Linked DNA regions of Hordeum vulgare: region 2 is linked to region 1. Evidence: chromatin contacts called from public Hi-C data. All regions are on one chromosome and are shown on one strand. Each heading gives the region's core, a stretch centred on a gene start, on an enhancer-like site or on the middle of the called end of the contact. The rest is flanking DNA. Distances are from core to core; before and after follow the strand shown.

What was found. Hi-C and Micro-C count contacts between places; a contact is called where the count stands out from the background.
Region 2: a Hi-C map of seedling shows a contact between it and region 1, with 4 times the contacts expected there. The contact joins the promoter of LOC123448017 here to the promoter of LOC123448015 in region 1. A contact is called at or near these places in 3 of 6 Hi-C or Micro-C datasets (leaf and seedling) and 1 of 1 datasets of contacts at active chromatin or transcription factors (embryo).

The regions. Positions count from the first base shown.
Region 1 is chr4H:98,312,230-98,315,642 of MorexV3_pseudomolecules_assembly, reverse strand. LOC123448015 (BEL1-like homeodomain protein 1) reads right to left here and starts at 2,054. Exons shown (of 5, transcript XM_045124772.1): 1 at 1,902-2,054; 2 at 386-1,265. The coding sequence starts at 1,102.
Region 2 is chr4H:98,962,984-98,966,258 of MorexV3_pseudomolecules_assembly, reverse strand. It overlaps LOC123448017 (digalactosyldiacylglycerol synthase 1, chloroplastic-like), which reads left to right and starts at 1,906. Exons shown (of 8, transcript XM_045124777.1): 1 at 1,906-2,466. The coding sequence starts at 2,041.

The DNA.
Region 1 (3,413 bases), core at 805-3,304:
AAAGGAAAAAGGGAGGAGGAATATCCAGCAAATCAAAGGCCTGCTTGGCTACCCCAACAACTGTGTGTCACTCACCTCAGAAAAAGAAGCAACAAAACAAACATAGCTGAAAAGCAAATGACCCATATACTTTCGATAACACTTCCTAAACTTGTAGATGCAAGGACATATCAGAAACATCTTCAATCTAACACTGCCATATTCAGAGATCAATGTTGAAAAAATAACAATTCCTAGCTAAGCGGTAATTGGAAATATTGTCTGGAAAAAATGGAGATATTAATTCTCTACGAAATCATTGTAAAAATACATTTCTTAACATTAAAAGTTAGAATCAAAAGTACTAGTGATAATTCGTTAAAGTGGACTTAGGTTAACTACTGACCTCGTCAAGCATGTTAACCAGCTTGCCTTTCTTCATCTGCAGCTCCTGCCGCTCCGCCGTCGACATCTCGGGCGCGGGCGCGCCTTCCTTGGCCCCGCTGGCGCCGTCCTCCCCACCGCCGCCGGAAAGGCCTTCCGAATCCTCCTTCTTCTTGACCAAGGCGGAGCTCTTCGCCTTGGCGTCCACGTCGTCCACGCCCTTGCTCACGCTCACCACCTCGTCGAGCAGCTCCTGCGCCGCCCTGAGGTACTTGGAGTTCATCACCACCTGCCCCTGCGACGCCGCGGTCGTCGCCCCAAGCTGGTACCTCCCTTCGTCGCCGGCGATGGAGGCCACCGTGACCGGCGGCGTCTCGCGGGACGACAGGCTGAGCACGGCGCTCACGCCATGCGCCTGCTGCGTCGGCGGCGACATGACGTCGGCGATGCCGGTTGTGGTCGGGGTCCACAGGTTGTAGCCCGAGGGGGGCGCTTGAAGAGGGATGCCGACGAAGTGCTGCCCTGGCGGCGGCGGCGGCGACGCCTGGTGGCCGCCGAAGGAGGCAGGGGTCATGGAGCTCACCGACGAGTTGAGGAGCATCATGTTGGCCCCGGAGGGCGCGGCGTCCCCGTAGCCACCGGTGCCGTAGCTCGGGTTCATGAGGTACAGTGTTTGCAGGCCGTCGCTGCCGGCCTGGTGGATGTCCGTGCCGGTGCCGCCGTGGTAGTACGCTGCCATCGTGATCGCCGGCACCTATGTAGACCGATCGACGGCAATATCTCTTGGCTATGTACGTATATATGTGCACTTGTACACTAACTGAAGTTCTCCTTGAGATAAATCCCTTTATCTCTCTCTTCAATTATATATCTCCTTCCGTGGAGCTTGCTGTGGCTTTGACCTGTCAAAAACAAGTGCCAAGAAGTTAAGGACATTCGTATATATAACAAGAAGGGGAAAAGATCACCGAGCAGTAATTTCTCGGATGATTTGCCATGTAAAATAAATCGGATCCATGAGCCATGCAGATAGAGAAAAGAGAGACGGGGGGGGGGGGGGGGGGGGGGAGGAAAGGGGAAAGAGAAGTAAGCTGCATGCCATGTATGCATGGAAGAACTCCAATACTCTAGCTAGCTTAAGCTCAAAAGCTCTGGAAGAAGAGAGGATGAGAGAGATGTTTGTGTGTGTGGAATAGGCATCAGTATCAGCAAAATATAAAAAATAAGGAAAAAGAGAAGGTACCCATCTTCATCAAGTGATTTAACAAAGAAACCTGATGCATGCAGATGTCAACGCAACCGGCACACATCATGAGCTTACCTCAAGAATCGATGCAGCTCTGCCTGCATGCACACGTGCCTATAGCTTTGCATATAACAAATCTCTCTCCCCTCCCTCTCCCTCTCTAAAAGAGCATGAGAGGCGAAGATCCTAGAGAGAGGCGGGAGGAGAGAGGAAAGAGGAACAAGAAGAGGAAGAAGGAGGAGGAGGAGGGTATCTCAGGACCATGAGATCACTCATGTCAGTGCTTAAGTACCTGCTGCGAGCTCCTTTCCCTTTTGCTCTCTACAGAGAAGACACTGGGCTATATATCTTTCCTCTCAAGATCTCCTCCAGCTGAAAGGGAAAAGCAGAGATGGATGGATAGATAGAGAGAAAGACCGATTGGTTAAGTCTTTAAGAGAGAGAAAGAGAAATGAGAGGGGCCAGGCAGTGGAGGAGGGACACCCACCTCCCACTCCCATTATCCTCACAGCACAGCCCCCACGCGCAGCTTTCCCCCCACCACTCTCTCTTTTTTTTCTCTTCTCTAGATCTCCTCTCTAGCTACCTACAAGATTTTCTCCCTCCTCCTTTTATTTCTCTCTCATCAAGAGCTAGCTAGCATGCATTCTAGGTGTGGAACTCATCTGTACCATCCTGGCCTTGGGTGTCCAGTTTCAGCAACCATGACCCATCACAAAGGACTAGTCTCGTGGTATGTGTTGTACAAGCACGAGTTATTGAGTTGTACCATCCAATGTTCATACTCCCTCCGTCTAAAATAAGTATCTTAAACTTAGTATAACTTTGTACTATAAATATTACAAAGTTGAGACGGTTATTTTCGGGGGAGGGAGTATTAGACTTCTATATGTACTTTTACGTAATTACCGACCATGTATTCATCATGAACAAAATTAAATAGACCATGTATGATAGTTGCGACCTTTAATATTTTGGAATTGCAAATTCGCAATCGATTTTGTGAACCATTGACCCACTGTTCTTCTTCCCCAAGCGGTAGACACAACCTCCTCAATTTGACCTCGCTTCCGTCAATCCCATCGCTTTCATCTCGCTCCAGCTCATCATGTCTAGTGGTTATCGTCGCTGCCAGATCAGGCCTTCCATCTAAAGTCCCTCCGACCCTGGTGAATCTCTCTAGTAATGCCTCCTTCCTTGGCTGCAGTTCTCCACAATCAACGGTGTCACGTTGCTGGCTTGTACCCTCTTCGCACCTGCTGAATCGTCGATCCTAACTCTTAACTCCTTCGGCAATCCCTCCTTCTTCTGCTTCTCCATCACTTTTGCCGTGCCACCACTAGCTTCACCTTGCTACCCTAACCACTGTAATGAGGTCTCGTCCCTCGACTCGGTCACCGTTGCTGCATCGTTAGGAATTCCTCCTCAAGGTTCAGGGCATTTGATGTTGAAGTTCGCTGCCTTTTCCATAAAAGAAAGCAATTGCCTAATTTGGGAACCATATTACGGTGTCAATTAGGAACACTCAAAGAATTGACATTTTTATTGAAATGTTTTTTGTTAGTTGCAACATATGCAGCCTCTTCTTTTTTCTTTAGATCATACGCAACCTCTTGTTATCAATCGAGAATCACGGAACCCTAAGGCATGTATCGCCTAATGACTTCCCCCTCTTCTTGAAAAAAAAAATAGACATGTGTATTTGACATGTTGAATTATCCATGAGTGACAAGTACTATTAGCGAATGAGCAGTCATATTATCTGTGAGTGAGAAAGAAACGTATGGAGTGACAAGTATTGGCG
Region 2 (3,275 bases), core at 657-3,156, 650 kb before region 1:
TAAATAAATTCTAATTTTTTATTGGATTCCATATATAGAATTTTCCAAATTCTTCTGAAGCATCCAGATACCAGTGCCAAACCAAACATCGGAATGTGGTTTGACCTGATGGCTGATTGCTGTGCTCACCATGTCATGGATGTAGGAATTTATAGGATGGAAACTTTGAGACCATTATAAACTTTGTCAGGATACCCTATTCGTTCTTTTGCACATGGCGGTAGCGGCCTGTCTCAGTCTTGTGGATTACTAATGCATGCTGAGTTGCTGCCTTTTGATCAGATTGTAAGGTAGGACCGTGTGTTCTTTTTCTTTTTCTGAAATTCCGAGTCTTTCGCTTACTAGTGTTTAATTAAAGAGGCAGCAGCTGCTGGAGATTTTTCCTTGTGCTGCGCATTTGGGAGTTACTCATCAGATCACTAAACTGAGCACCTTGTCTGTAAACTCAAACAGGTAGCGGAAGCCTTTCGGAGAAGTGGAAGCATCACTGCCTTTTCATGTACAACTACGAGTATTTTGTGGCTGGCGGAGCAGCTCTTCCCTGTACCAGACACTTGCTACACCGGTGCCGACAGGCAGATGGAGACGATGAATCTAAGAAATGGAGCTTCAGAGTTCTGGCATTCTCTCACGGTGGAAACTGTGCCTCATGCTACGGCTTCAGTTTACCGAGCCGATGTAACCCTCGCGTTGACGCACGCAAAACGTCCATCTCGCATGCGACACATGGGCGCGACGGAGTGCCGAGCCGGGCATTGCTGGTAGCAAGAGACAGAACAAGTGCAACCTGGTTGGGAAACTAGCAGGAGAAATGGGAAGTGTCACTGCATTTTTCACGTCCAGCCACGAGCATCTTGTGGCTGTCGGAGCAGCTCTTCCCTGTGCCAGACACTTGCTACACCGGTGCCGACAGACGATGGATGAACGGGCAACCGGTGGCTGGCAGCCAAGGCCCAAGGCAAGGCAAGGAGGGCCTTCCAGCTGCATCCTCGGAGGAAATACTGACCGTGAACTCACCCGTCATGGAGTTCTCCTGATCCGCGGAATGTACCCGATGGATTCCGATCCCTTTTGTCGCAGGTGCCGTTTGCTCGACGTCTGTCTGCCAAGAAGAGCACGGCCGTTGCTTTCGGTTTGCCGACTGGAGCTGGAGTGCTGCCGTGCCAAGCTACGGTTAGCGTTGCTTTCACCCTTGGTCTCTCTTCGTGTTTATCTGGTTTTTGCACCGCAATGCCGCATGCATCCGGCGTTTGTGTGCTTGCGTGTCTTTCTTTTGCTGGTTGTGGACAAGTCCTGTACGTAGTATTTTATTTTCAAACTGAAGTCGAATTACATTGCAAGAACTGCATAATTCAGTCTGTTTTTTTCCTTCTTGTTTTTCCCGGTTCAGTAATGAACTGTGTTCGATATGTTTCTTACTTATCTTCATTTCTCCGACAAGTATTTACGGGTAGAGAAAGTATTGTGTGAGACTTTTTAGACCACTAGACATTACTTTATGGAGGGAGTACATAGGAAAGAAATAAGTACTACATAATTTGGTGATTTCATGTACATATTTAGGGTGGGGAGATATGGAGATTCTTAACAATCTAAGTTGGAGGCAATTCCATATCTTTGTGCTAATAAAACTAAGTGTGTATGGGCGTTGGTATGATGTTCAAAAATGATAAAAAAATAAACAGGCGCACCAAGTACAAGTACGGTTCGGCTGTACACTTGTACGTGCGCCGACGTGGTAATTAGGAGAAAAGAGGTTGGAAAATTCAGCACCGTGGATCTCCTGCCAGGTCGATCTGAGCGGTCGGCTTCCCGCCCCGCAGATGGCACAAGCGTAGCCGCGCAACCTCGTCTGCACTTGCGTTGCCACTCCTCCACTAGACCGGGTCCACGCCGCCGGGCCACGCGAAATCTCCTCCTCCCCTTCCTTCTCCCCTCCCCCCCATCCTTCCGCCCCACCTCACACCACCGCCTCCGCCAGACCGCCACCACCACCACCACCGGCACCAAAACCCTAGAGCCCGGACGCAGCAGAGCCATATGGCTAGCTTCGGCGTCGACACGCGCCCCGCCGCGGCGGGGGAGGGGGCGCTCTCCTTCCTCTCCCGGAGCCTGCGGGAGGACCTGCGCCTCATCCGCGCGCGGGCCGGGGAGCTCGAGACCTTCCTCAGCGCGCCGGTCCCGGAGCCCGACCTCTTCGCGCGCCTCCGCAAGGCCTACAACACCACCTCCTCCTCCGGCTCCGCCTCGGGGATCGGGAAGACTCGCCTCGACCTCTCGGCGATAGGAAAGGCGTTCGAGGCCGAGGTCGGGAGGGGGTGGGGGGCCAAGACTGGCTGGAGGTGGGAGGACGAGGACGCCGCCGAGTGGGAGCCCATACGGGCCGTCAAGGCGCGCCTCAGGGACCTCGACCGGAAGCGCCAGGACCAGGCCAGCGACGTGCTCCACAAGGTCAAGCTCAGCCTGGTAAGCTCCCAAACCCTCACCAATTCCCCCGTCGTTCGTGCACGAGTGAATAAATAAACTGCAGCCTCCCCGTTTGGGTTGCCTTCACAAGTAAATAAACTGCAGCCTCACCAATTGAAGGACCGGACGCTAGCTATTCTTGGGTCAAGTTCATCAAATTGAGTTGGGTCACTAATAGTAGACCGTGCACATATGTTCGATCTTACTCTGGACTTTTTCAATTCTGAATTGTTGTTGGGGCAATTCGATTCTGAAAATTTAGCTTGATGTTGAGGAAATCGAGCAAATTTTGTGTTCTGCTTTGATCAAGTTGTATGTTCATGATTTAGAGGGGAAGCATTGAGCGTTGCGATCCGTCATGTTTGAGTTGAGTTGTCGACAATTCATCCTCTAGATTGGCTGATATGAAAATGAAATTGGTTGTTTTTGTTCATTGCTGTGCTCGTAGGCTTAAAATGTGAGGTGTAAAAATCGCAAGAGGTTTGAGTGTGTAAGGATAATATAGCTAGGGGGTGACTTTAATTTAGTTCCGTTCCTTGCCTGGTATTAGTTAATCTGGACACAATGAATTCAAATACCATCTACTTCCTGGCAAGAAAAATAAATCATCTACTTACTAGTCAAAATAATCTAAGGCTACTTTGTAAGAAAACTGCATGCCAGAAGTTAATGAAGATGCTCTCTGTTGGTGCCTTGAGCCCATGCAATTTTTGGGGTTCCATGTTAGAATATGTGTAAATAATGGAACCTTTACGGGAAGTCCAGGGCATGAGAATCATCTCAGGATAATAACTCACATGTTGTGTGGT